Regions from separate parts of the Mus musculus genome. Here all the other regions are linked to region 1. The links are chromatin contacts, called in public Hi-C and promoter capture Hi-C maps. All regions are on one chromosome and are shown on one strand. The core of a region is the stretch at or near the end of the contact, and the rest is flanking DNA. Distances in the headings are between cores, read along the strand shown. Region 1 holds the start of 4930522O17Rik (RIKEN cDNA 4930522O17 gene). Region 2 overlaps Slc44a1 (solute carrier family 44, member 1). Region 3 holds the start of Nipsnap3b (nipsnap homolog 3B). Region 4 overlaps Abca1 (ATP-binding cassette, sub-family A (ABC1), member 1).

Evidence for each region. Promoter capture Hi-C pulls out the DNA fragments that hold promoters and counts their contacts. A called contact is a pair of places that touch in the nucleus more often than the background predicts. Capture Hi-C pulls out chosen DNA fragments and counts their contacts.
Region 2: a contact with region 1 is called in a Hi-C map of adipose-derived mesenchymal stem cells, with 2.1 times the contacts expected there. The contact joins the enhancer-like site here to the promoter of 4930522O17Rik in region 1. A contact is called at or near these places in 4 of 39 promoter capture datasets (the 3T3-L1 cell line, hematopoietic stem and progenitor cells, hippocampal neurons and 1 more), 3 of 484 Hi-C or Micro-C datasets (the G1E-ER4 cell line, Th1 cells and adipose-derived mesenchymal stem cells) and 1 of 115 datasets of contacts at active chromatin or transcription factors (bone marrow-derived macrophages).
Region 3: a promoter capture Hi-C map of adipose tissue shows a contact between it and region 1. The contact joins the promoter of Nipsnap3b here to the promoter of 4930522O17Rik in region 1. A contact is called at or near these places in 1 of 39 promoter capture datasets (hematopoietic stem and progenitor cells), 1 of 484 Hi-C or Micro-C datasets (the N1E-115 cell line) and 1 of 9 other capture datasets (adipose tissue).
Region 4: a contact with region 1 is called in a promoter capture Hi-C map of liver, with 4 times the contacts expected there. The contact joins the enhancer-like site here to the promoter of 4930522O17Rik in region 1. A contact is called at or near these places in 7 of 39 promoter capture datasets (the 3T3-L1 cell line, 3T3-L1-derived adipocytes, the C10 cell line and 3 more), 12 of 484 Hi-C or Micro-C datasets (the C2C12 cell line, the G1E-ER4 cell line, the HL-1 cell line and 7 more) and 1 of 9 other capture datasets (adipose tissue).

What each region holds. Positions count from the first base shown.
Region 1 is chr4:53,242,607-53,248,737 of GRCm38.p6, reverse strand. It overlaps 4930522O17Rik (RIKEN cDNA 4930522O17 gene), which reads right to left and starts at 2,542. Exons shown (of 3, transcript NR_040665.1): 1 at 2,329-2,542; 2 at 1,217-1,351.
Region 2 is chr4:53,449,930-53,456,166 of GRCm38.p6, reverse strand. The region is part of intron 1 of Slc44a1 (solute carrier family 44, member 1); the gene reads right to left. Among named protein-coding and RNA genes, the nearest start is that of Slc44a1, 13 kb to the right of the region's middle. Within about 2 kb of position 3,971, at least 85 of the 459 cell types and tissues checked have an H3K27ac peak or open chromatin away from gene starts, as enhancers often do. A contact at or near this core is called in the G1E-ER4 cell line and adipose-derived mesenchymal stem cells, where this site is marked.
Region 3 is chr4:53,008,693-53,014,677 of GRCm38.p6, reverse strand. It overlaps Nipsnap3b (nipsnap homolog 3B), which reads right to left and starts at 2,798. Exons shown (of 6, transcript NM_025623.3): 1 at 2,631-2,798. The coding sequence starts at 2,690.
Region 4 is chr4:53,105,082-53,111,811 of GRCm38.p6, reverse strand. Abca1 (ATP-binding cassette, sub-family A (ABC1), member 1) reads left to right here. Exons shown (of 50, transcript NM_013454.3): 6 at 2,527-2,648; 7 at 4,630-4,806. Among named protein-coding and RNA genes, the nearest start is that of Abca1, 51 kb to the left of the region's middle. Within about 2 kb of position 4,946, at least 28 of the 459 cell types and tissues checked have an H3K27ac peak or open chromatin away from gene starts, as enhancers often do. A contact at or near this core is called in adipose tissue, where this site is marked.

The DNA.
Region 1 (6,131 bases), core at 1,293-3,792:
CTTCCATAAGTTAGCTAAGTCATGGAGAAACAGATACCAACTGTGGGGTTAGCATGCTCTTTCTGGTGTTTGTTTTACAAGCACGAGGACTTGAGTTCAGCCCCCACCCTGACCCTTTTTTAAAAGTCAGATATGGTAGTGTGCTTATATCGTCAGCCCTGGGGACAAGAGACAGCAGATTCCTGGGGCTCATTGTCCAACTAGCCTAACCTCCTTAGCTAGTATCAAGTCAGTGGTGATCTAACAACTTTTGTTTATCCCCTCCTGTTACCCTGGTGTTGTTAGTCTTACAGTGTTTTAGTAGGCTCTTAACAATGTTGGAATGTAATTTTATTTGGCTTCAGGGAAGTGGATCTAAGCACTCACTTGTATTCTGCTGTGTTTATGTTGAACCAGTGACTGTAAGTCCCAGAGGAGCTTGAGCTGTAGGTTGACTTCGTTTCCATGAAACTAACACTGGAATTACTCTTATTTTAAAGTAAAGAACCGACTCAACTGTTGGCACTTTAGAACTTTTTAAATATAAGGTCTTTTCCAAATGACTTTACGGTGTGCTGCAGCAGTACTTTTGAGAATTTGTGGGTTAGTCAAAGTATGGACTTTGGGCCATACTTCCTATTTTAGTGCTGGAGCGTAGCTCAAGGGTACAATTCTTGCCTAGAATGTGCACAGTCCTGGGTTTGGTTCCCAGCATTAAAATGTAAAACAAGCTGGGTGCTGGAGAGATGGCTCAGTGGTTAAGGACTCTTGTTGCTTCTTCAGAGGACTCATGTTTGGTTTCCAGCACCCATTCTAGTAACTCTAGTAGTTAACAGCCTTTAACTGCAACTCCAGAGGATCCAATGCCCTCTTGCAGCCTTCACAGTTACACACACACACACACACACACACACACACACACACACACACACCAGTGAACACCTACACACACATTTTAAAACAAAAACCAAAGCAAACGAACGCCTTCCTATTCCGTTTTATTTTTCCACATGAATGCCTTTAAGCAGAATTATGAAGGATGTTTCTTTAGTTCCTCAGTTAACCCATTCACTCCTCAGTGTATGAGAACTGAGGTAAGGTGCTCACTGGCTGTGTTTGACCTCTTTCCAGACCACACCATTTTGGGTCTAATGAATTCCATCTGACAACGGGCTGAAGGTCAAAGCCTTGCGGGATCTTGGTGAAAAGCCCAAATGAGGGCTAAGTTACAGCTTACCTGGTATAGCCTGCAAGCCTTTTCCTTTCCTTTGGGAACTGTGATTTCTCTCCTTGGTCTTAGATTTCAAGTTGCTCCACAGTTCATTATTAGAAAATGAATTATTCAGCTGTTTCCTTTTCAAGACATCTTTAGCTGTCAGGGTATCAAGGAAATGGGAATAAGTCAGTCACATTTTATAATTTTATTCACTGAGATTTATCAAGATGCAATGAGTTTCCACAGTCTCTATGGCAAAATACAAAATGAAATATTTTTTTCTTGTGGCAAAGTATATACATGATATCAAATTAAAATTAAGTCTTTTTTGACAAGAAAAAAATATATACAACCTTGTGGAGTCCCATCCCATCTCCGGGTCTTGATTCCCTCAGCTATAAAATGATATTTTGGGACTAGTTTCTAAGGTTTCATATGCATTTTCCTAAAGAAGCTTTATTAATATATAATTAGCACACCATATAATTCACCTGCTTAAAGTATATAATTCAATGGCCTCTAGCATATTCCATATTTTGAGTTGGAATAAACACATATAACAAAGTTTGTTATTTTAACCACTTTAAGTGTATCAACCCATGGAATTAATCTTGTTCACAATGTCTCAAAGTCATTGCCAGCGTTTCCAGCATTTATCATTATCCTCATGTAGACATTCTGAACTGTGTAGGTGTGAAACCCTGGAACTAGTCTGCTTGAGAAAAAGCACATCAAAGGCTCTCAAGCCGCACAGAAAAGGGACTAATTTTAATTCCCACTCAGTGACATTAGGCCTCTTGTGAGCAGTTACTCATTTATACACACACTGAACATTGTTCTCAGTCCTGCTCCGGGTACACTAATGGCTCTAAAGAAAGTCTGAGCCAAGAGGAGGGAATAAAACGTGTTTTTTTTTTTGGATCTTGTGATTATGAGCCATCAGTTTTTCTTAGTTCTATCAGCCGACTTCGCTTAATTTTTAAACTAAGCTAACTGCCTCTCAAAACTGTTGAGCTTCGGTTGGTAGAGAGCCAGGGTTTCAGAGGCTGTAAGCACATGATCTTTCCAGGAACTAGCTAAAAACTGTGATGGACACTCTTCATAGTCAGCCCTTAGATCCATCCAGACAAGACCTGTGGCCCAGGAACTGGCAGATACGGACTCGCTCATCGAAAAGACTCCATTCAGCATTATCTTTTACACACACTGGAGTACTTCTCAGAATTGGCTTGGTATCTCGTGAGATCTGAGAAAAATAAAACTAGATAGGTTACAGCTGTGGGTATGAACCACAGGAGTGGGACTGGCAGTTCATGGAGCTGCCGACCTTTCTTCCGGATTCTTCTTAAGTCCTTCCAGGGCACTGCTTCCGGACCACGAGAGCCTCTATATCGAATAGAAGACCCAAGAGTGAGGTTCAACAGCCCTAACATAAGATGCGCTGCTCTCTGAGTACAGTTTCTTCCACAGTGTCAGTCAGACAAAGGCTGTATCTCTGTGTGTTGGGGTTGGGGAGGGAACTAAAAAAGACATGCAATAACGTTCCTCCCGGTAATGAAACTCTGGGACATTCTGGGCAGTACTTGTGAACACGCGTATCTCCACACAACACAAAACCTGGTCTTAATCAGTCTTACTCTCACAGATCTGGATTCAAGTTGGGCTCCCATGGTTTAATGGTGTTTGACAGTTTACTACATTCCACTGAATGTTAGACATTATTGCTATCTTCTAAAAATAGCAGTGGCCACAATTTTTGCAAAGTGAACCAAAAGATCTGGGCTCACTCCCAGCTCCGCCTCTCCATATCTGTATGACTTTGGCACTTAACCTATCACGGGCCTTGGCTTCCTAATCAGGGATGGTTTAAATGCTTTGGAAAAAAACTTAAGATTCTTTTATTTTTTCCATTTCATCTTTTCTTCCCCTTCCCCCTCCCTTTCTCCTCTGAGTGGCTGGGCACCCCCTTTGGGTGCCCTCCCCCAACCCCTAGGCACTTCAGGTCTCTGCCAGGCTAGGTGCTTCCTCTTCCACTGAGACCAGACAAGGCAGCCCAGCTAGAAGAACATATCCCATAGACAAGCAACGGGTTTGGGGGATAGCCATGCCACCACCAGTTGTTCAGGACCCACGTGAAGGTCAAGCTGCACATCTGCTACATGTGAGCTTGGAGTCCTAGGTCTGCCTGTGCACGTTCTTAAGATTTCCCCTCTCTTCTAATCAAAGGTTTCTTGTGAGATTATTCTCATGGCCTGGCAGTTGCTTAAGAAAAGACAAAAGGCAGCCTGGGTTAGGAGGCAATGTATAGCACCAGGCATTCAGCTTCTAAGTTCTGAAATGCTATTCTTGCAAGCCTATATGCAAGCCTACATTACTATTTGGCAACTTTTTGGTTAGGTTTGCCTAATAAAATTAAAAATGGCTGTCTATCTCTTCTTTTTGCTACCAAGGGATGATCTGAGGCACAGTGGAATACATTTATTAAGGCAATTTTATCTTGCTGAAATAAAATGGCCTTTAGCAGATGGAAGGTCATATTTACTTTTCTGAGCAAGAGAATTGTGAGGAAACCCTGTAACGGCAAGGTTAAATCACATCATTTGTCTATCAAAGCTGAAATCTCTGTGGGTATTTGAAGGGGTGGGGTGAGGGCTAATTTTGTATCTGCTTGGGAGAGCAGAGAAGTAGCCTGTAAAACATTAGTTCTTTTGTTTCTGTACACAAATATTCAGAATGTGTGTCTTGCTTCTCTAGACATGTCATGATTTTTAACCCTTATAACATGGATACAGTTCTTGTACCACTCTGTGTGGGTATTTATCTATTTATCTATGTATATTATATGTGCACTGGTGTACTACATGTATATCCATGTAAGGGTATTGGATCATCTGAAATTAGAGTTAGAGACAGTTGTGAGCTGTCATGTGGGGCTGGGAATTGAACCTGAGTCCTCTGGAAGAGCAGCCAGTGTTCTTTACCACTGAGCCATTTCTTCAGCCCCCTGTGTGGGTTTCTTAACCATTTGGAAAACATGAAATGCAAAGGACAGAGGAATGGGAGGAGGAATGACTGCAAGTCTTCCAGAGTCTGAACAGGAAGAACCAATTACAGAAGCCTTGCCAAAGGAACGAGGAGTTCAAGTTGAACTAGTACTTAGGTCAAAACAGGGGGAAGAACACAGGTAGGTGAAAAAGAAATACAGAGAAGAGAGAGATAAAATCAGAAAGTGAGGAGAGATGGATAGATGATAGATAGATAGATAGATAGATAGATAGATGATAGATAGATAGATAGATAGATAGATAGATGATAGATAAATTGAGAGATGATAGATTGGTAGATGATAGATTAATAGATAATAGTAGGTAGGTAGATTGATTAATACATGATAGATGATAATGATAGATAGATAAGCAATTGATAGATAATAGATGATAGACAGAGAGAATGATGATAGATACATGATAGACTATAGACAAATGATATATTTGTGGGAAGCCACATGTGCCGTTGCAGAGTGGCACTGACTACTGCTGGCCACCAGGCCTAAGTTTGGACAAACAACCAATGTGTACATATGCAGTAAAGTTTTTTGCAAAGACACTGCCTGGCCCGGGCATGATAATGAGGCTTTGAGAGTATAACCAATCAGATGTGAGACATGCAAATGAGGTATGATAATGAGGCTCTGTGAGGTATAGAGAGAGAATAGCCAATCAGATGAGGAACATGCAAATGAGGCTTAGTGCATAACCAATGCGGGTGTGAGACACGCCTCTCCTAGGCCTATATAAGCAGCACCAGTTCTGGGCTCGGGGTCTCTTCACCTCTGCAATCAAGCTCTCCCAATAAACGTGTGCAGAAGGATCCTGTTGCAGCGTCGTTACTGCTGGCCAGTCTGGTGCGCGCAAGAATATTGATAAATTAATGATAGATATGATACATATGTACATATACATGCATATTAGATAATATCTATGATGAGGTCCAAATTTCTATGAATACAAATGAGATGTAATTTTTCCAACTCATTTTCCATAGCACACCCTTCTGTTACTCTTTACCTATTTTCTGGCCCACACTTCTCCCTAGTGTTCTAACCCTAGATACCCAACAGCTACTGGGTCCTCCCACAGGCCCTTAATGCTCAGCACATCTGAAATGTGCCTCAAATGTTTTCCCTCCCTCCCCCCCAAACTGCTCTTCATCATATATTACTTATTCAGCCAACCATGCTGGTACTGGAGCTACAAAGTCTGTGGCCATATTCTGCAGCTCCTTCACCCCCCACCCTTCATTTATCCACTCAGAAACACTGATTTAACATTCACTGTACCACCGTAAGATACTGTGCCATCAAGAAAGACAAAGATACTGGAACATGGCCTCGAATATACATAGCTCAGTTCAGACAACGAAGCAAACCAGCAGCCACAAAGAACCCAGAAAGGAGCCCTCTGTGTCTGTCTCGCCCCTGGGTCTGGGATGCTCTTGTCCTCTCCAGTCCTTTGGTTCAGACTCTTGCTGCTCTGGGCACATGCTATTTTCTGGTGGAATACCTCCATATTCTATTCTATTCCCCTTGTCTCTACAGCAATTGTTTTAAATATAGGATTGGACTACCACATAGCACCTCCTTGCATATCTTCTTCTGCTGTTGTCTACAGCTGGTTTGGTCATCAGAGCTTTTGTGGCCTTGAGAACATGATGTTCCAGCTTAGAAATGTCATCTCTAAGTAGTGAGTTACTATTTGTAACACAAAAAGGCAGTTTAATGGCCATTCTTCCATGAGGCCCTTTTCAAACATTTAGGCAGGAGTTGAAACCCCTAAAGTATATTTTTAATGTCTGTTCGTATCATCTATATGTGTGTGTCACATAACATGCATGCTCGCACACATGCATGCAAGTGTATGTTATGTTTTGCTTAGTT
Region 2 (6,237 bases), core at 2,722-5,221, 210 kb before region 1:
CTGGTTTCAGTTTGTCATTCTGTGTGGCAAAAATCAGGGCCAACAATAAAGTTACAAGGACATACGCTCAGCCATGTGACAAGGGTTTCTAATAACTGGAAAAGGAGCTGGCTGCTCCATCAAGAAGCAGTCACTTCTCACTGGCTACAAGAATTTATGCAGAGCCTGAACCAAACTCATTTAGGAGACATGATATAAAAGTCATGGCTACCTCACTGCTAACTCTGTTAGCACCAGCCAGTGTTTGATTCCTGTAGAAAACTTCTATGTGATGACTTTCTCTGAATAAGCGCCATGCCCAGACACTGTTGCTAGGTGAAGCTTGGGCACCCGGTACATCTCTGCTTCCATCTACACCACGTCTACCAACACTCACCTCTTGATTATTCACCTAAGTCCTAAAAATATTTATATTTGGTTACAAATCACCTAATATATACCTGGAAGCAGGCAAGGTATAAACACAGGCAGGAGAGTGAAGACATTGTCTGAGTGGGAGGTGGCAGGAAGGTAGAAAGGTGGTATCCAGTGTAAAAAGTGATATGAAACACTGGACTCCTGGATTCTGTGGTTCCATGGCTAGGGATCATTAAGCAGGTACTGTACCCAGTAAGCAAGAGACTTAGGGACCATGACATGAGCAGTTGAGCTCTTGGTAGTGACAAGACAGAGATCTGTGATTCGGTCAAATGGATAAAAGCAGCAAAGGCAACCAGAGTAGTTAACAATAACAAATTTTCCCTTTTCTCTTTTTTAAATTTAAATTTTTTTTTTTTTTTGAGGCAAGGTATCCCGCACCCCTTCCTCTCCAACCTGGTCCCTCCTGCATACACACACCAGAACGATGTTGACTGTCTATGATAAGAAAGAGATTCAGCTCAGGGACAAAAGGTCCCGCCTCCCTCCACTGTATCCCCTTTAACGGCATTCAGGAATGGTTACGTGTACTGAGATAGTCTATGGATGTTTTCATTTCCAAACACATACATACATACACACATACAACTCTGGCCCACTTGTAGGCTGACGGCTGCTTCCCACTGTATCTGGCTAATGGCGTCAACAGAATCAGGGCCAGCAACAAAGCTCTAGCAGCCATGGGGACTGGCCCTCTAAAACAGTGGTTCTCAACCTTCCTAATGCTGTGACCCTTTATACAGTTCCTCATGACCACAATCATAAAATTATTTCATAGAAGGTAGACCTGGTGGTGCACACCTTTAGATGCTGAACTCGAGGCCAGCCTGGTCTACAGTGTGAGCTCCAGAACAGACAGGGCTACACAGAGAAACCCTGTCTCAAAACACCAAAACAAATAAAAATGATTCCACTGCTACTTCGTAACTGTAATTTTCCTAGTTATGGATCATAATGTAAATATCTGACATGTAGCATATGATATGTGACTCCCCAAGAGGTCAAGGCCCATGGGTTCATAACCACTGCTCTAAAACCATGAGCTCTCAACCATACCCCCCTCGCCCCGCTTTAATTCTTCCTTCAAAGATATTTTGGTCAATGAAGTACACTGAACTCAAGCTGGAAACCCCAAATCACCCAAGTAAGAAACAATGAAGGTAGGGTCATGCCTTCACCCCAACACACAGAAGCACTGTGAACTCAAGGCCAGAGTGAGGAAGAGAGGGCTGGCGAGAGTTCACGTGGTTAAGAACACTCACCATGGAAGCCCGACAACTCCTGAAGGTGGTTCTCTGCCCTCACACGTTTAAAAGTGAAAACTGAGGGCTGGAGAGATGGCTCAGTGGTTAAGAGCACTGACTGCTCTTCCAGAGGACCTGGGCTCAATTCCCAGCAACCACATATCATTTGTAACTCCAGTCCCAGGGGATCAAGCACCTTTTTCTGTGTTCACTGGTTAGCAAGCATGCATGTGGCACACGGACATACTGCATGGCTAAATATCTATACATATAAAATTAAAATAATAAAATTTAAAAACAGAAAAAAAAAAGTTTTTGTCTGACATGGTGGCACAGGCCTTTAATCCCAGCACTTGGGAGGCAGAGGCAGATGGATCTCTGAGTTCAAAGCCAGTCTAGTCTACAGAGCCCAGGATGGCCAAGGATATACAAAGAGAACCCTGTCTCAAAAAAAACAGCAGAACAAAATAAGAAAACTAACAGGAAAGAGGAATGGAGAGGAAAAGGAGAGAAGAACTTAAGTGGTGGCACGTTTAATGTGCTCAGACTTTAAAAATCCCTGTATTAGGGGAGGGAAGCTGTTACCTGACCCAACAAACAAATTTCTTCTTTTAAAGATTTTTTTTTTTTACGATTTTATGTATACATGTGTTTTGCTTGCGTGTATGCCTGTGTACCATATGTATACGTACAGTGCCCTTGGAGGAAAGGTCATTGGATCTCCAGGAGCTGGAGTTACATACAGATGGTATCAGCTGCATTCCATGTGCATTCTCCATAAGACTAACCAGTGCCCTTAACCACTGAGCCATCACTCCAGCCCCTCCAACAATTTCCTCATTGCTTTACCACACCCATCTTTGTTGTCACTCAGGATCAAGGAATTGAAAAGCAACATCTCAACCAGGCTTTTCAAAGTGAACTCTGCAGGACATAAATCCTTAAGGAGAAGATTCAGGATGGATGATGTAAATAGAAAGGTATTTACAAGATAGATAAGACCAGTGCAGGCCAGGGAAGCAAATTCCCTCCTGGACATGGGGGAGAGGGGGGGGGGGGGGAGGTGAGGGGGTGGGAATGACCTTTCAGCATGTTTGCAAGTACTCTGACTCCTCAAGGTGGGCAAAGAGAAGGAAGGCAGAGGTGGTACTGAGTTCTCACCTTTTCTGTTGGCAAATGCCTCTGCAGAGGAGCACTGCACAAGCCTCCCAAAGCCCCCAGGCTTCAGGAGCGCAGGCTTTAGGCAGTGATCAGGGTACTCTCGCAGAAGTAATTTGTATCTTTAAGTGAGACAGACAGACTATGAGCAACCCTACCCGGCAAGAGCTAACACAAAGTAGCAGCACCGAGAAGGCTCTGTTGCCGCTTAGCAACACAAGAGAAACAATTGTCTCCACTTGTCCCTGTTTTACTCGCTCAAATTAAACTGTATTTTACAAAGGTTTAAAGTCCCACCAAACTGGAATCCCACTCACTTTTAAAATGAAGTGCCTTCTTAAGCTATCGTTTCCAAAACTTCCTAACAAAATCGTATTGATCACTGTCAACTGTCTCAAAACACAAACAAACCAATAAGGTATAACACACACACACACACACACACACACACAGAGGATAGAAAGAACCAGTGAGTTCTGGGGGAAAGATAAAATCACAGTCATATTAACAAACCTACTTCCATGATAAACTTTCTTAGACCTAAGTTCTCAGAGGGAAACACAGGCAGGCCAGGGGGCAATGCAGTCACTGGCTCTCAAGCTTCATAAAAAGCACTCACACTGACACTGCTCCAAGTTTTTATACATTACCCAACATATGCTTTTAAAAAGTTAATATGTAACATAATTTAAATGTATGGGGGGGTGCCCAGCACCTGACTGGAGCCCAGAAGACAATCTACAGGTGTTCCTTCTCTCCTCACACCATGTGTGTCAGGACATTGTTCCCAGGGTCCCTTTACCTGCTCTCAGTGCCCTCTCCCCACATTTTCACTTAATCTCTGAACTCACTTAACAAGAATGATGTATCTAAGGTCCAGCCATCCCACCGCCTAACATAGCAATTCTTGATAAAAAGTAAGGGGAAGATAAAGGAACAGGAAATGCCCTCAGAACTGACTTGGTTTTATACTACTGGGTGGTACTGGGATAGCTACCCAACATTTCTTGAGCCTGTTCCATCTATAAATTGCAGCTAACTCAGGTACCCACCTTAGGTCTGAGAATAGGAAATGTGTAACCCGGGCCCTCTAATCATCTGAATACCTGGTCCCCACAGGGTGGTGCTATTCTGAAAGGCTGTGGAGCCTGCTTGGCAGACTGGTTATTGAGGGTGAGTCACTAAGGGTGGATCGTTGATGGCTATAGAGCGCCTTGCTTCCAGATTTCAATCTCTGCTTCTGGACCCATCACTGTATAACCAAGCTATTGCATTGTTTGTGGCAAAAGGGAGTTGCCCCAGACTCTGTGCCTTCCCCCAGCATGATCTCTGTCTCCCAACACAAACCTTTCCTCTCCAAGTCACTGACTGCACTAAGAGTGCCTTCCCCTGCCCCCTGGCAATCACCCATACTTGAAGCTCCTCCCTGCTCATGAAGTAAAGCTCGTTGCAAAACCATCAGTTAACTAGATGCACTAGCCGGAGGCACCAAGAACAGCATCACTTCTACTGAACCCAAACAAAATTCAATTGTCCTTCCTCTCCCCACTTACCAGCCCCATCAGTTCCCAAGCTATCAATCACAACTGCCTCATGCCAGTGCACAGGAGTTCTGAATGCCGATCGAAACATGTCCTATCCCTCTGCATTACCCTTCAAGTCCACATTCAGGCAGGAAATTTTTTCTCCAACTCCACAAGGTCTCTTCGGTTTCCTCTGCAGCCTCTGCCTTGCATCTCTCCCCCATAAGCTCAAATACACAGTTGGCAGGTCTTTGTGAATACCTTGTGGCTGCCCATTTCCCATCCATTCACACACGAGCCCCCTCCCTGGTCATCTCTGACCATACTGACATGCAGTAAGTCACGGCTCTCTCAGCGCTGGCCCACACATCCTCTCCACTACTGATCTTTCTTCCTTCTCCCTTCTCTACATCTCATTCTGCCTCAATCCAGGCCAGGTGAAAAGTCATGTTCAGGAAGCCAACTGTTCACCTGCGAAGTACCAACCTACCTAGTACTATTACCTATTTTACTCTTAGCACTCATCCCCGGTATTATTGGAATATTATTGGATCCATTGTTCATATTCGAAAGTCTCAAACCAGAGCCTGCCTTTTTAATGGGAGCATGGGTGACTGGAGGCTTTTCAGTTTACATTACTATGGAAACTCCTGAATTGTTTTTTTGTTGTTATTTTTTTTTTAATCATTTGTATAGTTTGATATAAGCCCAAGAAGTTGTTTCCATTTACTCCTGGTGAAACCAAGGTACCAATGACCTAAGAAGTCGGCCCAAATGAGTGACCTGGTCTTGGGACTGAAACCCAAGCCTGTCGGCTGGCAGCTCCCACGCTCCTTCCGGTACTTAATGGTGCTCAATCCCCTGGTCCCCACAGCCTCTCAGAGGAGGGATGAAAACCTTGGAAGCAGGCCAGCCGCCACTTACCCACTAAGGGAGGATTTAGCGGGCAGTGGCCAAGTCCGATATACCAAATAGCAAATGGATTTTATATTTTAAAAAGGAAGAAAAGTTTGTTATCAGAAATATAATAGTTAAACCTGAACTCCTTGGCTGTTATAAATAACACAACAGGACCCACATGATAGCTCAGCAGATGAAGGCACCTGCCACCAAGCCTGACACCCTGACTTCAATCTGAGGAGCCCACCATGGTATGGAGGACTGACTGCCACAGCTTGTCTCTGACCTCCACGTGCCTACACTCACCCACAATAAAGAAATAAGCAACTGATGCCAGCGCTGTAGCAACCCTGCACACCACATGACCACTCTGGATTACTAGGGGGGTTCAACGACTTTCTGAAACGGCGTTTAGTGCAGGTTGTCAAGCAGTACCCCAAGGGGGTTACTCCAATTTATTCAGCAAATCAATAAAGTCTATTTGAGTCAAAACCACAGAGGCAATTAATAGTATTCTGTTAACTCATATCAAGGTCACTGGCATAAAGGGGTGCCCCTCCTTCAGCCTGAGTAATAACGAAATTGAACATTTTTACACATTAGCTGCTTACTTCCATTTCCAAAATGCTACTTATTACAGAGCTTTATTTGTCGTGCAGAAAGACCACTTTCTATAGTAGGGATATTCTAAATAATATGACTCTTCATTCTCACTGGTCTTATAAGGAAAAAAAAAAAAAAAACGAACCTGAAATTAAGCAGGTAAATAAAAAACTAACAGGCACTCTACTATCTGGCTCTAATATTACTTTCTGCTCAAAACCACAGCTCTAAAGTTTATCACGGAGAAGTAGGAAGAAACAGAAGGAAAATTAAAAGTTTTAGGAGTGTTAAAAAAAAAAGACTCCCAGCCAGGCGTGGTGGCACATGCCTTTAATCCCAGCACTCGGGAGGCAGAGGCAGGCGGATTTCTGAGTTCGAGGCCAGCCTGGTCT
Region 3 (5,985 bases), core at 1,549-4,048, 230 kb after region 1:
GGGAACCAGGAATGTTAACCACTCGCTCAGGGGCCTCTCCTCAATGGAGTGATTACCTGTTTTCCTGCCCCGAAGGCTAGGAGTGGATATTGTTGAGAATCTAGAGACCTTTCTGCTCTCAGTGGTGGCAGGCCTCACCCACCTTTTGCTATAGAAGCAGACCTCACCCAAATTCCCCAGAATGGTTACTCCAGACTTTCCCTCTTAGGCTGTTGCCTTTAGCTCCGGTTAACCCATCCTTAGAGGAGATGTCACGGGTACTTTATCACCTGCTGACCTCTATGCTATTAGTCAGAGACCACACTAGATTCTAGGCCCCTAAACTATAGAACCTACCCCCAGGGTCACATGTACTTTGCAAAGGAGTTTCTATATAGTCAAACCTGGAATTGGTGACTATTGTCTGGAAACCTGGAATGGAAATGGCTGTACTTTCCCCCAAACTGTACTGTGTTAAATATGCTTACAAGGAACTGCCTGGCATTAGAATCCCCAGGGTCTAATCCAGGTCGACAATGTCAATCTGAACCAAGTTCTTATTCTCATTTCTTTGCAGGTTCACTGTTATGCCTGGACATCTGCAGGAGTCTCCTCAGTTTGAAAAGAAAGATGCAATTCAAAGTAGGGCATTTAATGCACCCAAGTGTATCAGGTTGATGGAAATATCCTTTAACAGCCATATGCTTTGTATGAAAATCTTCATGTTGTAGTTTAATAACTGCTAGAAAGCACCCTACCACTGATGACCCTGTGTATGGTTACACACATACATACACACACACACACACACACACACACACACACACACACACACACACACGGCATTCTTGTTTATAGCACCTTCCTAACTGGGTTGAGTTAGCATGGATCCACTTTCTGAAAGTGATTAAATGAGAAGAATATTCAAAACCACTTTGGAAAGTAAAGCTATGACAAAATTAGTGCTTACCTTGTTCATCTGTAGGACTAATGAAAGCAAAATGCCTTAACTCTATTTTTGTCTAGAAGACATAATAATATATGATTTTTTTCCTGTGTACAGGGTTAATATAATCACCCAAGTATCTCATTTCATTCACAATTATTATGAGTTATGTTTCTATTGTCTCAAATAACTAAGCTTCCTATAAAACACACTGCAGGTGTTCCTGGGTGTGGCAGGAATGCTTTTTTTTTGTTTATAATCACACTCTAAATAACTGCTTCATACTTGTAGTTTAAAATATATAATAAAAGCTGGAGAGTTGGCTCAGTGGTTGACTGCACTTGTTGCTCTTGCAGAACCCAGGTTCCACTTCCAGTACCCATTCAGGCTCTCAATGGTTTGTAACTCCAGTCCCAGAGAAGCCATTGTCTTCTGACCTCCTCAAACACCAGGCATGTACACGGTGCACAAACACAGAAAAATAATCTAAACTTGTAAAAACTTACCAGATCAAAAAGGAAACATGGCAGACTTATAACAATCTTTTAGAATGATTCGAGGAATTTGTATTGATAGAACAGAAATAAATTATTGATCAAAGATACTTTTACTATAATCTTTCACACAGAAAATATGCATTAAAGAAATCTGTATTGAAAGGTGTTTGTTAAGGGGTGAGGTAATTTTCTGTTGCAGGGCTGGGACAAACAGTGCCAGGGTAGAAATCTGCTTGCTCCTATCTCCAAATTAGAGCTTTTTGTCAACCATACTAGGAAGACAGAGAGGACAGCGGCCATATGAATACTATGCTCTTTAGTGTTCGACACAAAGTCTGTCTCTAGACAGCTCTTAATGCTCTTCCTAAACAAAGTAAGTCAAGAACTTCGGTGTTCAAGTCACAAATAGCCCTGGGTCAACAGCTGAGGCTGGTAGGTGTCCTCCTTTTTATGAAAGTCCCATCTCAGGCACAACCAGTTTCAGCAGGCTCCAAAGCCATGCTCCCCTTAAGATCTCCAGACCCTGAGTTGCAGGGCGGGATGCTCCCAGGTTTACCCTGAACTCCATAAAGCCTGGCTTTTGAACCAGGCAGGAACTGTAAACCCTCAATGAGTGGCAGTCACGATGGTGATGACTGCAAGAACACAATGCTCAGGGCTTCGGGGACACCCGGTGTCAAGGAAAGGTCTCTGTCCATTGTCCAGGGAGGCAACCTGACAAGTGGGTTCACCCTGGACTCACGAAATATTGGGTACCGATTGAACCGGGCATTGGCTGGACCGACCAGGGGTCTACTCACGCTCCAGACCCCACCCACTTCACAGTGTTGCTGGTTCCTGCCCCACAAACCCACCTACCTCCGAAGGACAACTCTCACTGCAGACCCCGCCCACCTCCCGGCACTGCCCCTTAGAGCAAGGCCCCGCCCACCCCCGGCCTCCACTAGGCAGGCTCCGCCCAGTTCCCAGAATACGGCCCGTTCTCCGCACTGCAGACCCGCCCACCTCGCAGCGTCGTCATCACGCGCACCACGAACCCCGCCCACCTCCCAAGGCTGCTCGTGCCCGACACACGCCCCGCCCACCTCCCTAGGCTAAGCTCGCTCTCCCCACAGACCGCACCCACCTCCCTGATCCCCGTTTCTACACCACCTAAGGACAGTTCCACCTCCCTGCGCGGGATTCTCGCACGCCCCCGCGGCCCCTACCTGAGGCGTCAGAACCCGCGGGGCCAGCGCTGTCCTTAGGCCGCTTCGGAGCGCGAGCATGGTGCGGTCCTGAGCGCGCAGGAAGACCGCCGCCGGGCGCTCGGATACGCGCTCTCCTCGCTTCCTGGTGCGCGGGCCAACTTCGATTGGGTCCCTGCTGGACTGGGCGTGGCTCGGCGGCGTGGCTCCGCCCTTCCCCGCAGGCGCAAGAGGCTCAGAGGGTGCGGACACAAAGCAGTCCGCGGTTCTGTTCCCCATCCCGGGGCATTACCTCTTCTGTATGGTTCTAACACTCCAGAATGTAGGGCGTGGCGTGGATGCTTCTTGGGGTGGGGTGAACTTGTAGCAACCATCAGCGAGCCTTCTCCTGTATCACAGAGTATTCTGCATCCCCATTGCAACTCCAAACCCCATCCCCAGCATGGCCTGGGAGTCTCCGAACAAAGATGGGATAATTTTCCTGGAACCCAGAAGAGTGGGTCCGAGGGCCTGAGAGTCACAGGTGAAGATTGAAATAATTTTGTGTGATGCGAAAGCTGACCTCTGACGGCCTCTGATTTTTGGCCCTCAGAAAAACTTCAATTACAATTTATATTTTTCTAGCGCGTGTTTGTGTTCTCTGTGAAGCATATTCTAGGTTTCATGACTTTCCAACTAAGATTTAGAAACCATTTTTAAATACACTGCTTTCATTGGGTCCACTGTTCACAAACATTAAATAGCTAAATAATCGCAATGATTTCCCTGAAAATCGCCTCTTGGCCAATTTACTAATGTACACTAAGCTATATTATTTACTGGTCATCAGAGATTAAAACCGTTTTAGCGTCATAAACTTGGAAATCCTGTTAGCCTTTAAACTCCTAACGATTTTATGCTTAGCAAATACACATAGCTCTAAAAACAAGTTACACTGAACAAATATCATCAAACTATAGAGGTAAGTTATTGAAAAACAGGCGTGCTTCTTTAGGTATTAAATGGCAATTTAAGGTGTACGTAAGACATTCCAAGCGGTGGTGAACATGAAAGGGATTTTTGATGTATTTGCAACAACTTAACTAGAATATGACATCTATGCCTTTTATTAACTAAATCGTCACAAGTCCTGATAGTATTGTCCTTTGTTCCGTCCTTTTATGAACAATGAAGGTAAGATACAGCTTTTAGCATCCAAGTAGCCAGAAGCTTTGGGTGCAGTCAGTAGACTGCTTTGGAGTATGCACACACCTCTGGTCTACAGGGTAAGGTCTCAGAGAAACCTGGGACCAACGGCTAACAGGGCTGTCTTAACATTAAAAACACACACTGGCCTGGCTCCTTAGCACTTCTCATCCCAAATCCTTTAAACCACCCCAGCCCCGAGCTTCACTGCCCTCCCCCCACCTCCCCTTTCCTATAGAACCTCAGCTATCTTGGCTAGATGCTATCTTGTTTGGTTCTCCTCTTGGCTTCTCTCTTTGTCCCCTTGCCTTCTCTCTCCCGCCCCCTCATTTCTTCCCCCCTGTCTCTTCTCCCCTCTCATGGCCCCGTCTATTCTGCCGGCAATGCTCAGCCTGGACCCTTCCGGATGCCTTGGGCTGTTCTCTCCCTCAGACCCACAATAAAAACTTTCTCCTTAACCATACCAGGAGTGGTCATGTTCTCGTTTCCATTTCAAAGAGAACATATCTATTGAATTGCTGACATTATGTTATGAGCACATAATGCTCTAGAGTGCATATCCATTGAATTGCTGACTTCTAAGTCACGTGCACATTAATCTTAACTAAACACTATCAAAACAGGTTATAAATTTATACTTTTCATATACCCTTGGGTAAGGCTTTTCCGACCATGTTATTTTTCATTTAGTCTGGCTTTTGTGAAAATATATTTGTTCACCTCAAAAAACAAATAGGTGCCCGGTGCAGGATCGTTGACTTATGATGCTGGCAAAACAGTGTCCTCGGTGGCATTCTTGTTTGATTTTGTCCAAAGGTTAGACTTGTGCAACTGTGCAGACAGAAGTAGTAGAAAGGGACAAACATGCCAGCTGAACATGGCAAACATGGCAAACATGGCAAACATGGCTTGGGCAGGCCTTGCCCTTCTCATTTATTCCCTCTGCCTTGCTAAAAACCATTAGAGTGCATTCCTAAAGCTAGCTACTTCCTCCTCCTGTGGATGACATCCAAGGTCCAGCTATCAAAGTACTGAAGCCCAGCAATCAAAGGCCCCCTTTGGCTCACCTAAATAACATGTCAAAATTAAACACCCCATCCAAACATGGGAGGGAGGGTGTCCCTTTGTTTCTTTATAAACTGCCATTTTCCTATGTGCCACATCGGTGTCCTCACTATCCAGAGACAATCCTTTGTCCCTGGGATAAAATATCCCTCCCCTACTCCCCTGTCCCTTTCTCCCTACTCCTTCATCCCTATTTTCTGCCTTTGTCTCTTATTCCCTGCCTTTTTGCTCTCTATGGCAAACAAATCTTTGTGTCGAGGACTTGGTCTTAGGGTGTCTTGTGCCGATACTGGTCCCGGGAGGGTGGATCTTCGCCTAGCCCAGCCTGGAGGAGGCCAGTGCATGGAGGACTCTGGATGCTTCCCTTCTGGATTCATACTCTTTGGAGAAGTTTCTCCTTTCAGAACTATATTCTAAGGCCACTAGATGGTGACATAGGTTAACTTTTTATTTCTCTAGGCATTATCTCCAATTCCCTCCCACCCCACCCCTACACACACAATTGAGAATTGAACCCAGTGTTTCAATGAAAGCCAGACAATGTACTAACAACTGAGTTGTATTTCCAGCTCTTAATTTTTATTTTTTTTTGAGTTCTTATAAGTTAAACTACAAGTATTTAGAGTGGAGTCAATTCTCTCTCTCTCTCTCTCTCTCTCTCTCTCTCTCTCTCTCTCTCTCTCTGTGATGCTTAATTTCAGTAAAGCTAAATTACTATCACAACATTTATGAGTCACTTTATTGTATTTAAAAGGAGCTTCTGATAGAGGTAAACTTGATTTTCATTCAATGTCCCTTTAACTAGTTTATGAACTCCTTTGATGATCTTGTAGTAAAGACAAAAATCAATTTTCATTAATAGTGTCCTGCTTATATCACGAAAGTATCTTTTGTGTGTTGAATATTAAATAAAATGCTGTGTAGAAGGAAAAGGACTAAGGCTCTCTTCTTGAACTGCCAAGAGTTGTTCATATTTCTATATCCTTTTTGCTGACAGCTTTTTTAGTATTAGTGCTAGGAAAGATTTATGAGTATCTTAAGTATTTAATGAAAGCAGAAGTTTTTCATTTCTATTGAAATATTTTGTTCCCAAAACATAAAAAAATGTATACTTACTATGTATTTT
Region 4 (6,730 bases), core at 3,697-6,196, 140 kb after region 1:
GTTCTATCAAGGTTCACAGAGCTCTCTTTTGATCCTCATTTTTATAGGTAAGGCCATGGAAGTTTAAGTAGGTCAAATAAACTTAGAAATACATGGATACAGAGCCCAGAATTTGGTTTCCCAGTATGAGGTGTGTGTGTGTGTGTGTGTGTGTGTGTGTAGAGCATTGCTCATATTGAAAAAAGTGCTCTATTGAATGATCTATTCTCCACCTCTTCTTTTGAGATTTATGTACATACACAAACTTAAGTATTGTGTGTTTGTGTGTGTGTGTATACATACACACATACATAACTAATTTATAAGCATGCCTGCCTTTTCACCTCAAGCTTTGGCTGAAGCCTCTCTGCCTGTCTTCCTTCCTTCTCCTTACCCCCCACCATGGGGATGCTGGGATGTTCTAGATGTTGTTGTCTTTGAAAAGACACTTGTGGTCAGGGTTCTTATTTCCTCCTGGGCTATAGCCTAGAGATTTGATGCTCTTGCCCTCCTTGGTCTCTTCCTGGACCCACTAATCTCAAAGATCCTTCTGAAGTCTTTCTGGTCACCTCATCTAGCATTCAGTCAGGTGTCATTGCTGGAGCAGTAATTTTGTACCAGGCTTTGTTCCAGGTATTTGGAACACTAAGATAAAAGACCTATTCTGCATTTTTATAAGTTAGAGTTGAATGCAGGCTATACTTAAGTAAAATAACATTTCATAATATATGGCTTCCAGACCCGCTGTATTGGAAATGTGGAGGCTGCTTATTAAAATGGAGATTTGTGGGTGGTCTACCTTAGAACCCCTGGTTGTAATCTGAAGGAATAGACACCCAGAAACTAGTTTTTGTGTGCCTCTTAAGTGAATCTTAGGTGTTCTGTGGGTATGGCAACTCAAAGAATTGAGTTCAGTGGTAGCAGTGTGGGGTCTTGTACGATGGAAACACCAGGCAGATGACAGATGGCTGAGTGCTGATTTCAAGGAGGGACATTGACAGGCCTCAGATCAGCTGTGGCATAGTATGAGGAACCCTAGGATAAAACTATAGATGAGTTGAGGAGAATCACTGTTTTATCAGCTCCGTTCAAAATTACTGAAGTTTGCTCCATGCTGAAGATGCCTGGGTCATTTGTATCTATTAAGAATCTGCTTGGACTGTTTGTCTCTACGAAGGGAGACCCTTTTAGATCCCAAGAGAAACGGTTTCATCAGTGCACACTGCAGTCTTGTTTTCAGATGGAACCCCTCTTCGGGTAATTGATTTGAGTTTGTAAAGTTTGCCCTCTAGTGGTCAGCCACTTGGTCCCAGATGAGCTTGGTTTTGTTTTTGTTTTGGGGGGGTGGTGGTGTTGGTTTGTTTTAATTTCAAAAAAGAATTCGGGTTATTAGAAGTTTAAAGGGGTAAGGAAGAAGAAAGATGAAATAGTCAATAAAATAAGGCAGGAAAATGGTTGGTGTTTCAGGCAGGCACCACTCAGCATCTGCTCAGAATCCTCTTGCTTTACAGATGATGGGGCCCAAGGCTCAGAAAGGTGCTAAAGAAATGAAATTCAAGTGGTACTATCATACCTAGCCTCCAGCCAGAGACTGACGTTCTGAATTCTTGGCCAGTGCTCTTTTCTATTTCATGCCACTGGAGTGAAGCCTTTTTTCGATGTACTCGGAGAGCTTATTGTTTAATGGGAGTTGGTACTTGGAGAGCTTATTGTTTAATGGGAGTCGGAATGAAAGCCTTTAGCAGTCACTGCATTTAGTAAAGCAAAGGGTGGGATTTCAAACATACGTTTACATATTTTTCTCAGTGTTTGGAGGAACTGGACTTTATAGTTCTGAAATCCCAGGTTTTGTTCTGAAACCAAGAAGAGACCATGTCTATTTAAACACCTCGATATGCTCACAGGACTCCCCTGTGATTCTTGGAAGTGTGGTCCCAGGCAGGCAACATCAGCACCACCTGGGAGCTTGTTAGACATGCAGCTGCTGCAGCCAGAGCTGGCAGAAGCAGATGCTCTGAGACTGCTGTCCAGCCGGCTAGCTGAGGCAACCCATCAAGCGATTCTGGTTCACAGAAATGTTAGCGAGCCATTGCCTGCTGATCTGGGAGATTAGCCCCTGTGGCTTGTGGAAATAAGGCACTCAGTATTTTCAGTGCTAGCTACGTGAGGCGGCACTGAGGAGTCAGGAGCAGCAGGGCTCATGTCACAAACCTCAGGTAGGATGGATGAGATCATTTAAAAGGGTTGGTTTTTCAATTGGCAACAAGGAAAGACCATGTGTGTAACAACACCACTGTGCTGTTGGACTGTGGGAGCCCACACTGAGTGTGGCTCAACATGTCATCAGAAAGCAATCTTTTCATGTCTCTGCCAGCGAGACGGAGCTCCTGAAACTCACTTCTCGGTGTATGTAAGCCAGAAGCCTGTGGTCACCCATCCGTTTAAAATGAAGCAATCAATATTCTATTCTCCACCTTCCCCATAGCGGTTGAGTCTTTTTTTTTTTTTTTGAGTTATTAACTGTAAACAAACACAATTTTCCAATAGATTTGAAGCTCCAGGATTTTCTGGTGGACAATGAAACATTCTCTGGATTCCTGCAGCACAATTTGTCCCTTCCAAGATCTACTGTGGACAGCCTGCTGCAGGCGAATGTTGGTCTCCAGAAGGTAAGCTACTACCTTCAGCTAAATCAGTGGGGCCTCACTATTACCCTGTTGGGGGCCCTGGAAAGAAAGAAAGAAAAACCCTGGCCTTTGAAAAAGCTGTGAAGGAAATGGTCAGGCTTCAGAAGTTTAGTTTCATCTCATTTGACTCGTGACTCTGGTTGTCACAGACGAACCCTACAGTGAGTGGGGTGTGTCACCCAGCATCAGGGCCAGTATGCTGAAAGGAAGTTGATTTCTGTGTCTGTCCTTTGGCATTGTAATGACTCCCCCCTAAAGGGGTTATATTTTCTGTTAAGGTGAATTAAGAAGCTTTTTTTTTTTTTAAATGTTGTTCTGAAATAAGAGCCAGAGACGTAGATTCTTAAACTGGAATCTATCACAAAAGATTAAATGAAGCACTTACTGCTTTTTAAAGACAGGGAAGCTGCATAAAGAGACTTCTGATCAACTTTTAAGTGTATGTAATATTAGTGTTTACATAGGCTTTGCATCTTAGGGTCCTAGAGAACTTCTTCGCCATCATTTATTTTTGTACCACTCCTGGGCAGAGTGCATGGCTATATGTTGTTCCCCCGAAAGCTTTTTCTTCACTTTATTCTCTGGCAGAAAGGAGAATTGACCCCATGTACAGCCTTTCGGCTCTATACTGGCTTGACTTTACAGTAAGCAGAAGTCATGGGCGGGGCTGATGATTGAAGAGGGCTTTGCTTCACATGGCTGAAAATTTTCCAAGTTAGAAAAAAGAAAATGTGCTTACTGCATGCTCTTATGAAACTGGGAAAATATGTCTTGTGTTTACCAATTGTGTGGCTGGGAGGTGGGCCAGAGGCAGCAGACTTTCGAAATCATTTCATTTAGCATAATTTCCATTGCCCCCTGCCAATTTCATATCTGTTGCATGCCATCAGTTTAAACTAAGAGGCATCCAGGGAAGGTCTTTGCATGGTAATTTGAGTTTCAGTGTCTTAGGGGTTCTTCACCACAGCATGGTGACAAGGACTTATGGCAGGAGCAAGCTTGGAGTGTACTTGAGTATCTGGCAGTCAGTGACAGGCGAGTGGACGACATGGTGGCGCAGATTCCCTTCACTGTTTGCGAAACTGCATGGGAGTTGAGAGGCTTTGGTTTCGCCCCTTGCGATGCTCTACAGGTTTCTGTGACCAGAATGGACTGCGTTCAGTTAAGCTGATAGAGGGGTTGGTAATATTGTAATAAGCCATCCATTCAACAAATACTGTTCTAGGGTTATAGACACAGGTACGAGCCTTGTAAACCAAGGCAGCCCCATATTATTGCAGAGGTCTCTCTCTGCTGGACAGTGAGACTCAGGTATGAAAAAGCACTACTTATTTAAACCTAGGAAGGGTAGCTAGGTAGGAGCGTATGGCCAAAGAGAGTTTCCTGGGGTTTGCTATGAAGAACAGGTGAGGATGACGTAGAAGTACTTTACAGTTGAGTTGATAGAGGCCCACTTTTCCGTATTCTTCTTGGGGGCAAGTAAAACAAAACACTCACAATTGTGATGTTCCTTAAACATAGCTTTATGCATTTGTCAAGTATCTAAACCTACAGATTCACGGTATAATTGTTTCCATGAGGCAGCCTAATTTCAGCGTCCAATATCAATACATTTCTGGAAGAGTTAGCATAACCTTCCTCTCATAGTTCCAGGGGTTTAGACTCTGGGTTTCCATTAGCTGAGTCATGTGTTCCAGTCGCGTTGAGAAAAAGACTTGCCTTAAGGATTTCCCGGTGCTATTGGGACAAGAGAGTGGGATGCATTGAGTCAGCATGCAGTGTTGGAACATGGCTGACTGTGTCCGATTCATCCCAAGGTTCTTTCCTCCATGGGTGACTGCAGTAGTGCTTTGCTTCAGCTCTTCCAAGATGTACTGAGGTTACACTCCCCCCAAAGTGTCTGGGAGCCAGCCTTCCATCCTGATAATTTTTTCACAGCTCTGTTTACATCCAACCCTTCCAGGTATTTTTGCAAGGCTACCAATTACATTTGGCCAGTCTGTGTAACGGATCAAAATTAGAAGAAATTATTCAGCTTGGTGATGCGGAAGTTTCTGCCCTCTGTGGTCTACCGAGGAAGAAGCTCGATGCAGCCGAGAGAGTACTGCGCTACAACATGGACATCCTGAAGCCAGTTGTGGTGAGTGCTGAAGGTTTGAGAATGAGAAATCTTTTCCTGGACTGCACATCTTGTTTTTGTAGAAACTTGGGCCTGGCTGGAACTTGGTGATATAATTTAGCCCAGTCATACTCTGGGTGTTCTTTCAAATTTCAGTCCATTTCCCAAGGGTGACTTGGAGAAGAATGTTCTGGGTGTGGCAGAGTCCAGGCTCAAGGTCTCTGGTGCTGGTTTCAACCAGAAAAGATCCATCTTTCATGTTTTTTTAAAAAAATATATTTCTGAGGAAGAGTCCATTTGAAGAAAGACCGCCCTCCCCCCGGCCAGGTTTAAGAAAATGTCTTGAAATGATTAATGGGGAAATGGCTACTTATTAGTGTTTTTAAAACCAGTAGAAGAGGGAGATTGTGTTAGATAATAAAACATTGGGATTGGGTAAGACCACATAAAAATAATTAGCTCAAACAATGACAAAAATGTATTAGAAAGACATACAAAACAAACCATAACCGAGGAATGCAAGTGAGCCCTCGTGTATTGATTATCAGGGTTGGTTATAGAAATTCTGCAATAGAGATCTGTGAGTTTTCTGAGATCTTTGTCAAAATGACTCCAGTAGCATCTGCAGTAGCCAGCACTCTGCTTTTCTGTGTACCAGGGAGAGCTGTTGTGTCAGTAGGTTCTCTGAAGACATGTGTTCTTCATTATACCAAGATGATGCTGTAATCATGTCAAACTCTGTGAAGCTGGCTTTCAGTAAGGGAACCATACATTCCTATGCGGTCCTAAGACGGTCAGTTTCCATCAGCATTCCAAGCCTAGATCATGTGGGTTTTAGAAACATCTCAGAGTAGACTCTCTGAACTGACCCGGGAGAAGTTCTTATACATGTTTCAACTCTGCAGCTGTTGTGGGAAGAATAGGGGGTGGCCAAATGACAAGCTTCTTCTAGGTGCTTTTGTGGAGTGCACACATGCCAATTTTTGTGCCCAGCCTAATGTTTTCTCACTCCTAAAGTAATTCATTATGTTTCAGGTTTTTAAAGCTACCAAGTGCTTGCTTTGGTGGCCTGTGAGTCCATTGGTTATTGCCTTTATCACTGTAGTTTCAAGTGAGATGTATTTCTTTATTGGAGATGTTTGTAGTGCTCTGAGCAATAGCACTGCATAGTTAGATAAGTGTACTGCTGCCAATCTCTGCGCTTGACGTTTTGTGAGACACAAAGGGTCAAGGTCCTTACAAATGTCGTGAAAGGTGTGATATGAAATTGTGTTTGGGGACTGCTTTGCCCACTTATCACTATAAGATACAGAGGTAAACACTTAGCCTTCAAGTTTAGGAAATATGAGTTATTTAAGAAGAGACAGTAATTGATTCTGGTGCCCATTTATTTGATTTCATTCCCGTTTAATCATTGAACACCTGTAGTGTTTACAGCCCAATAAATCCTTTCTCCTGCAGAGTATCTGAACTGCTTTCTTTTTCCTTTTTTCTTTTTTCTTTTTGGTTTTTTGAGACAGGGTTTCTCTGTATAGCCCTGGCTGTCCTGGAACTCACTTTGTAGACCAGGCTGGCCTCGAACTCAGAAATCTGCCTGCCTCTGCCTCCCGAGTGCTGGGATTAAAGGTGTGCGCCACCACTGCCTGGCAGAGTACCACCATGGCCCTCATCATCTGTCTGTTAACAGCTCAGATTTCGACTTGAAAATCTTCCCCTTTGGGAGGGTTTCCAACACCAAGGAACTATACCTTTAAACCAGTCAGCCATGTGACATCCCGTCCTGTTGTGGCCTTGTAGATTAGTAGGTTCAATTTAGATGGCTTCAGTGTACCCCCTGCATGTCTCCTGGGTGTAGAGAGTGGAATTCTGCTTCTGCCCCTTCGCTTCTGCTGGGAACCGTCGCTCATAAAGTCAGAACATGGGGGCTCTTGAAGACGATAGTGAG